3 separate regions of the Mus musculus genome follow, and regions 1 and 2 are each linked to region 3. The links are chromatin contacts, called in public Hi-C and promoter capture Hi-C maps. All regions are on one chromosome and are shown on one strand. Each heading gives the region's core, a stretch centred on a gene start, on an enhancer-like site or on the middle of the called end of the contact. The rest is flanking DNA. Distances are from core to core; before and after follow the strand shown.

Region 1 (2,700 bases), core at 70-2,569, 4.6 Mb after region 3:
CGGCTAAGTTAAAACTCTCAAGAGACACATTCATTTTCTGAAAAGGGAAACGTCGTGCAAATGACAAAAGCTTTGTTCTCATTTTTCTGTATCTCAGTCTGAGTAGAGGTCACAGTGCATAGGACGTATGCCTTTACTTTTTCTTCTCCTTACTTAGCTCTGGCTGACCTATGTAGTTGAGATGAGCCTGAAACTAGGAGGGATCTGCCTGCCAATAGCTACCAAAGCAGGGATTAAAGGCATACCATCACGACCCAAACTTATTTTCTCTTCCTTGGCTCTATGTTGACAAACAGAACCCTTCGCAAACTTTAAGGACACTGCGATCACCTAAGGGACCTTGCCAAAAGTAAGTTCAAGCTCAGTGGGTGTAAGTGGGTCTGGGAATCTGAGATGTCCAACCAGCTTCCAGATGAGGATGCCAACGGGCAAGAAGTCTTGAAGCACGGAGTTAGAGACACGCGAGACATCAGTGTCTGGGCAGATGTCAGAAAGGTATTCCTTTTCTTATAGCTAAGAATCACCACTTAGTTAATAGAAGTATTTAGCCCTCACGTGCTAAGAGCTGCTGCGGGCACACACTTATCCTAAATCCTTAATGATTAAGCCGGGTTGAAAAGCAACTACCACTATCAAACGCCGAGACCCGATCTGGCTTCTCCTTGCAATTATAACTGTAACTCTTTTGGAATTGAATTACCGTCTCCAAGCCTCAGTTTCTTCAGGTAGCAGTTTTGAGCGGGTAACAGGGTGGGAAAAAAAAAAGGCAAGACAGTAAAATGTCTGGCAAGTACCATGCAAGCACAGAACTAACCCAGTGGGAAACTTCTACTGCAAGCGCTGAGGAGACAGTATCACCAAAGGAGCAGCTAAGTGCACAAATGCCCACCACCTGTGTACACGAGTTTCTCTTGAATGGAGGCCTGCGCGCAGAGGCTCGCAGATTTACAGAAAGAACGCCGCGACATGGACACCCGCTACTCGTAGGGCGGGCTGGCTGGTCAGAAGGAAGAGGAGAGAAGAGCACGTCCGGAGCCGTCCGAGGCAGCCCGCGGGATGCCGGCAGGAGGCGGGCGCAGCGGCCGGCCCGCGCAGCAGCGGCCCCTCGGCCCCACCTCGGCCCCGGCTACGTACCCTCCAGAGCTCCGGGCGTCCGGAGCCTGCCGCAGCATCAGAGCCGCACCCACCACGGCGGACAACGGGCGGCGAAGACCCCGAGCCACGGCCCGACTCAAAGAACCACAGGGCTGAGTCGCTGGCGGCGGAGGAGCTGCAGGCTCCGCGGTGACCCTGTCACCTCTGCTGGCTTTATTATCCCATTGGCTGAAAATGAAGCAACGTGAGGAAGGACACCCAACCAGAGGCGGGATGTTCTCAAACCTAGTAGCTCATTGGTGAGCTAGACCGGACCTATGAGGACCCAGAACACTGAATTGGAACCAAGGGCTCGCCGTCCACGGAGTGCTAAACAAATTTACAGCCATCGTGGCTCCGCGACTACAATTCCCAGGGTTCCCGCGGCAGGAAGGGCTTCTGCTTCTGTGTGCAGACACGCGAACAGAATAGTTTATCTTCAGCAAGTCTTCCAGGTCTGATAAAACAACCTGTAACCCTTCATCCACGTCTGTGCGTCTTTACCCAGAATCTTCGGACGTTTTTTTGTAGTTTTTACTATGAACGTCGACACTGTTTGGCCTCTCTGGATTTCGTTCATTTCTTTTCAGTGCTGCTTTCTAGCAAAGCGAGGGATGCGAAGTGCTTTTGTTGGGTTGGCCTAAGTGATTTGACATTGAAAAGAATTTTGTCTTTTCTCTTGTCAGAGACTTGTGTTAAGAGAGTTCTCCAGTTCATCATGAAGTTTTGTTAATGCTGTTTTCTATTTATCAAAGTAAAGACATACTTGTTTTATCGATACTAGTTACCGAGGAGTTGCTCTAGGTACGTTTTATTTTCCAAAGTATTTCTGAAATTGTTATCCAAGTCTCGCAGGCTAATCTGAAAATAATACATCCATCCACACTCCTTTTTGATCTTCGTTTCTACAATCTTATTCTGACGTGTTGCTCATACATTAAAGTTACAGGGACTTTGTTGTTATTCTTGTTACAAGGAATTTGAAAGGGCTTTAATTTGGAAAGGATGTGGAAGACACCACACCGGACTGTATTCTACGCTATTATCTCCAATATTTTGTAAGTGAATTTATAAACCAGACCGCCACGGCGGAATCTGAGCACTAAGTAGGTAAAGGCTGAAGGCAGACCATTTCAAGTTCAAGCCCAGTTTAGGCTAACTAAAGCTTCACAGAAACCTTGACTTAAAAAGAAAAAAAAAGAAGAAGAAGAAGAAGAACAAAAGAGTCCATCTCTTGAGTTTCTTAATGTTCCCGTGCTCTTGGTTATCTTATTATTAAAACCCAAAATGAAAACAAGTCCAAAGTAAAGCTTGGTAGAAAACAAGAACAAGACTCTAAATAACCATCTCACCTACAGGCAAAAGCCAGTCTGTGTGCTTTATTCACAAAGCCAAGACAGGGATTAGTGGTAAGAGAACATTGAGCCTAAATTAAAAACAGTGAATGTAGAAAGCAGGAAAAAAAAAAAAAAAAAGTAAATATACTAAGTCCAAGGGGCATACCCAGTACAGCACAACCTATCTGGCTGAGTAAGTGAAGACTTGCCCAATATTCTAATAAAAGGT
Region 2 (2,700 bases), core at 18-2,517, 4.7 Mb after region 3:
GATGGATGAATGGCTGAGGCTCACTGATTGGAGTCTAGACCAGCAAATGTAAGCACACTCCTCCAGTACCCGTCCCAAAAGTAATCTCATAAACACAGAACTTCTGGCAGCAGGCAATGAGGGCACCAGGTTCATATGTAAACAAAGTAAAATTCTTCCTCTTTATTCTAAATCTGGCAACCAAATTTAACCCAACTAAAGAGCTGAGCCAAGGACGTCACAGAAAAAAATTTTTTTTTTTTTAATGTTCAACAGCAACTGGTGTTGGGCCATCGGAAACAAAGTCCTTTGTGAATGCTCATCAGTGGTTTCTGAACTAAAGCCGCCTTTATCAAGCGAGAAAACTGATTGGAAACCATCAACTTTGCACACTAGTTCCTGACACCTAGGCCCCTTCCCTACAAAGCAGCAGTTCGCAGTTCGGGTGAGGACCACAATGGGACCACTAGGCCTATTGTTCTGAGAAACTCAGCACCCGCAGCGCTGCAAGGCTCGAGAACCTGCACAGGTGTGGGGGAGGGCTAGGGGGTGGGGGGCGAAAAGGTGAGCTCAGGGTCATGACTAAGGGGACAAGAGGCCCAACTGGTAGGAGACACAGAGAAAGGAGGGGAGGATAAAGTCATGGCTTGGGGCTACCAGCGGGCGTGACGGGTTAGCCGCGGCGAGGGTCGCAGAGGCCAGGGGCACCGAGCACAGCCGAGGGTGAAAGACTCCGGGAAGGGGAGGCCAGCCTACCGAGGCGGGAACAATGGCCCGAGTCCCTCCAGAAGACAAAAGCACCGAGCTGCGGGCCCCGGGGCGGCGGTTACCTGCGAGAGCTGCCGGGGATGCGGGCAGCCGAAGAGCGCGGAGCTGGAGCTGAAGCTGATGGCTCCTCGGCGGCTGAGGACGTGCTGGGGGACCGGCCTGTCCAGGGGCAGCACCGGCAGCTGGTAGCATACTTCCATTGAACACGTCCGCCTTGGATCCGCGCGGCGCCCGCCAGTCCGCGGTCGCCCGCCCCTGCGCTACGAGGGGGCCGCGCCGCGGGGACCCGGGGCCGAGGCGCGCGCGGGGCGGGCGGCGCTAGTGGCCGCCGACGCCTCCCGGCCCTCCGCGCGGCTGGCGGCGGGAAGGGCTGCAGCGGGCTCGGGAAGCCGGGCGGGCGGCGTTAAAGGGGAACCCGCCGCCCAGGCGCTCCGCGGCGCGAGAGCTGGCCCGGGCCGCGAGCACGGGCGCGGAGCGTAGAGCAGTTCGGCCGCCGGAGCCCTGCCCCCTCCCCTCCCCCGAGCCTCACTCCGCTCCGCCGCCGGCGCGAGCCCGGCGTAATTCACACTTTGCAGCAGCGGACCCTGCGCCAACCACGGCCGCCGCCACCGTGACGTCACGACGCCGCGCCGCATGCCCCGCGCCCCGCGCCGCCGCCGCGCCCAGGAGCCCGCCGGCTGTCCGGACAGGGCTGCTCGCGTCCGCTGCGCTAGGCGCCGCGCCGCGCCGCGCCGCGCCCCGCGCCCCCCCGGCCCCTCCCGCCTCCCCGCAGCTCCCTCCCCGCAACCCGCGGCGCGTGCGCAGGAGAGTTACGTGGGGCATCCTCGGGCGCACCGACCCGGAGTTTGTTCGGCCTACCGGATCGGCGCTGTTTCGTCCGACAGATCCAAAATGCCCAGAGCACCGGGCGCCCTCTCCGTGCTCCGCCCGTCGGGGCACCGCGCGCGTCCCCTGTGGAATTCCCGTACTAGGGCGTCGCGGGAGGCCGCTGCGGCGGTGACGCCAGCAGATCTCGGGGGCTCAGTGCTCCCGCTATGTCACCGTCCGTGCCCTACCTAGGCAAGGTTCCAGTGGCTTCCCTTGGCAAGTGAGGCCCCAGACTTTCGGGGCCTGCAGAGCAGAAAAAGACCAAAAACTCCCGAGCGAGAAGGAGGGTCTTTGGATGGAGAAAAGTGAAATTCTGCAACCAAGAAAATGAGAAATGACGATATTGGGAAGACAAAGATGACAAAGAGACCAAAAGTTCCCCTAGCCAACCATCGCCCTTCTTTGTTAGTGTTTGCTGGCTAGGATGTAAGAGAGCTTTTCACCTGTTTTGGTAAGGTGAGGATATAATTTGCTTGTTCTTTTAAGTTTCTGCCCCAAACTGCCAAAGCTTTTCTGCAGGAGCCGACTGTTTCTGATGCTTTGAGCATCAGATACTTTTAGCATGAACGAGCTCCACACCCCCACCCCCACCCCCGCCCCCTGGCAAAATAGATTTGGATCATTTCTCAGGGCATCTAGTCTCCCAGTTATTTAAGATTGGCAAGGTGGCAGGTCTTAGAAGAAGTACAGTGCTGAGCCTGGGCTTAATGATGCTATAAATTGAGTACCGAGTGTACATGATCAGATAAACGGACAAAGGTGGAAGGTGTATTCTTTTATTATTTAAACCTCGTGCCCCTGTGTATTTTCTACATGCCAGGTCTTCATCATGTTTTACGATCCGTTCTGTGTCATGGAATTTGCCTTCACTAGATGAAGAAGCACTAATGAGATTCTTTTAGTGCAGCAACTGATCTCACTGCTTTTGAAATCCTAATTAGTCCCTGTAGTAGATGTGTTAAGCATCTCACTTGGGATTACACCGAGCACTGTGGGCCACTTAGTCTTCAGAAAGTCGTTTATCAGCTGACTAAATTGGAAGTAGATTCCTAGAAACAAACTTGCCCTACACCTAGGACAGATAAA
Region 3 (2,700 bases), core at 54-2,553:
CAATGGATTTAAAGATAAAATAAGTGGTACATTATCACAATGGAGTATTACTCGGTTGTTTAAAAAAAAAAATGACATCATGAAATATACTGGCAAATTGATGGAACTCAAAAACCTCATCCTGAGTGAAGTAACCCAAACTCAGAAAGATGAACATGGTACATACTCACTTATAAGTGGATCTTAGCTGTAAAGTAAACATAATGCTACAATCCCCAGACCCAGAAAGACTAAGTAACAAGACAGGCTAAAGAGGGTATCTCTCTGGAAAGGGTCAGTGGAATAGAATCTGCAGGTGGATTGGGGGGGCAGACGGGGATTTTAAGTGTTGCAGCTCTGAAGGAAAATGCTTCCCCTACAGAAGTTTTGCTCCAGACGCCTGGAAAAATTTTGGTTTAAAATTGTTTTCAGGATTTACTAGTTAATGCTGTCAGTTTCTCCTCGCGTTTTGTTTTTTTGTTTTTTTTTTTCCCTACTGTTAATTTGGGCATTCTTGCATGAAGGATATGTCTTCATTAATTCCTGCCAAATGATGTTTTTAGTCACCTACTACTTGTTAAGTGTGAAGGATATTCAACAGGTGCGAATACCAAGTTGTTTAAGATCTTGGGTTTTTTTTTGTTTTTGTTTTTTGTTTTTTGTAAACTTTTATTTATTTACATTCCAAATGTTACCCCCCCTTCCAGGTAGCCCCTCCAAAAGTTCTTCATCCCATACCCCCTTCCCTTTGCCTCTGAGAGGTTGCTCCCCACACTACCCCGACCCATCTTACCCACCCAAGGTGTTGAAGATTTTAATCCTGAGTCTCAAGTTTGCAAATAAAAAATGTGGGAGCACATTTCCTCCTCTTATATCTGTGATCTTACTATCGAGCCATAGTTTACGATGTCAATAAGTCAAAAGATGCTGCGATTGTCTCAATAATAGAATTATTGGGGAGCAAAAGAGTATAATTTTGTAAAGAACACTAAAGGCAGGTAAGGAAAGAGCTGGGGGTCTACTTCCTTCACCGTCAAGGCTCAGGTGCTTCTGTTTGCAGAAAAGGCTTTGGAAAAGACTGAAGGTCAGAGTCCCAAAACCTTCCGGGACGCGGCGTTCTCCTATTTACGCGAAGATGAGCCTTACAATACTTGCACCTGATCAGGGATGAGCGCTCCAGGCCGACCAAAAGCACGCTCCGCCTGAGGGAACCCGACTGCCCCGCCCCTCCGCGGAGAGTGCGTTACTAGGCAACGCCGCGCGGCGTCACTTCCTGCCATTTAAACTCGGGCCCACCCTCGCGGCGCTGGCCGCTCGTGTGAATCCGCGCGCTCTGTGGTGCCGTGCGCGAGCCGCGCGGCTCCGGGGACTGGTGGACGCGGGGCGCGCCGTGGGCGGGGAGCGGAGTCCGCGCACCTCCTCTGCCGGTGGCGGAGCGGCTCCTCGCCAGAGGACAGCAGGGCCGCGGCGGTGATGGCGGCGGCGGAGCCCACGAGCTCTGCTCAGCCCACGCCGCAGGCCCAGGCTCAGCCGCCGCCGCATGGGGCGCCATCCTCGCAGCCGTCCGCGGCGCTCGCGGGGGGCAGCAGCCGGCACGAGAAGAGCCTGGGCTTGCTTACCACCAAATTCGTGTCGTTGCTGCAGGAGGCGCAGGACGGCGTCCTGGATCTCAAAGCGGTGAGCGGGGATGGGGAGGGCGAGGCCCGCCCGAGGGTGCTGGGTCCACCACCCCCACTGCGCCGAGACTCCGGACCCGGAGGGGCCGGGATGGATGCGGGGGCCCCACCGACCGGCCACCGCGCGGCCCTGGCCACAAAGGAGCACCCGGAGCGAGCGCCCAGGAATTCGCGCTCTGCTCTGGACTCGCTTAAGGACCGACCGCTCTGCAGAACTTCATTCCTGTTTTGAAGAACTTTCATGCCAGTTCTTCGGAATGAAAGAGGAAAAGAGAAAACTTTCCACACCTCCTCTAAAGTAGTAGTTTTTAGAAGGGGACATTCTTCATCGAGAATTAAGAATTGGGAAGTAAGATTGGATTTGTTGGCTTAATTTAGAATCTTTCTACTTTCTAGACCTGAGATTTGCGGTCACACAGAGAGGGGTCATTTTGTGCCGTTCAGACTAAGTGGTGAAATTACTTAGTAAGCTTTATCTGGTTTTATAAGGATGTTTGCTTCGTTCTTTGCTATGGTTCGGATTTTTTTCAAACAACAACGTCCATTTAAAGCAGTTCAGTCATAGTGATTTAACCGTTCCTGGCAAAACTTGGAAGGATTCCACAACGCAGGGAAAGGGGAACAGTATGGGATCGTGCGAATTAAAATTCAGCTAGTACAAGGAGGTTCAGAAAGAGCCAATACTTCAAAAATAAACAAAATTGCTAGTTTACAGTCACAGCGAATAGCCTCTTATGACTCCTCACAGCTCCTGGCTTGAAGCTATTACCATCCTCAAGACCGTGGGTGGCCAAGGCATAGGAAATAGGAGTCTTAACAGGAGAAGCCTGCCTTCCAGAACTCTGCTGAGTGTCCTGTCCTGGCCCAGTGGGAGGCGCTGGCTTGTTGGCACTTGGATTCCCCCCTTTTCCTGGGTGTAGATGCCAGTTAGTGTCGGTTCATATTTGGAAATGTTACTCCTGGGACCTTTTTCCACTTTTATTCCCCCCACCCTACCCTCACCTCTTCTTTCCCTCCTCTAATGGGCATCTACAGTACTCAAATT

Evidence for each region. Promoter capture Hi-C pulls out the DNA fragments that hold promoters and counts their contacts. A called contact is a pair of places that touch in the nucleus more often than the background predicts.
Region 1: a promoter capture Hi-C map of pre-B cells shows a contact between it and region 3. The contact joins the promoter of Armc1 here to the promoter of E2f5 in region 3. A contact is called at or near these places in 2 of 39 promoter capture datasets (frontonasal cranial neural crest and pre-B cells).
Region 2: a contact with region 3 is called in a Hi-C map of rod photoreceptor, with 5 times the contacts expected there. The contact joins the promoter of Pde7a here to the promoter of E2f5 in region 3. A contact is called at or near these places in 3 of 39 promoter capture datasets (cranial neural crest, frontonasal cranial neural crest and pre-B cells) and 1 of 484 Hi-C or Micro-C datasets (rod photoreceptor).

What each region holds. Positions count from the first base shown.
Region 1 is chr3:19,161,776-19,164,475 of GRCm38.p6, forward strand. It overlaps Armc1 (armadillo repeat containing 1), which reads right to left and starts at 1,320. Exons shown (of 7, transcript NM_028840.3): 1 at 1,135-1,320.
Region 2 is chr3:19,310,055-19,312,754 of GRCm38.p6, forward strand. It overlaps Pde7a (phosphodiesterase 7A), which reads right to left and starts at 1,268. Exons shown (of 13, transcript NM_001122759.2): 1 at 810-1,268. The coding sequence starts at 947.
Region 3 is chr3:14,577,368-14,580,067 of GRCm38.p6, forward strand. It overlaps E2f5 (E2F transcription factor 5), which reads left to right and starts at 1,304. Exons shown (of 8, transcript NM_007892.2): 1 at 1,304-1,656. The coding sequence starts at 1,453.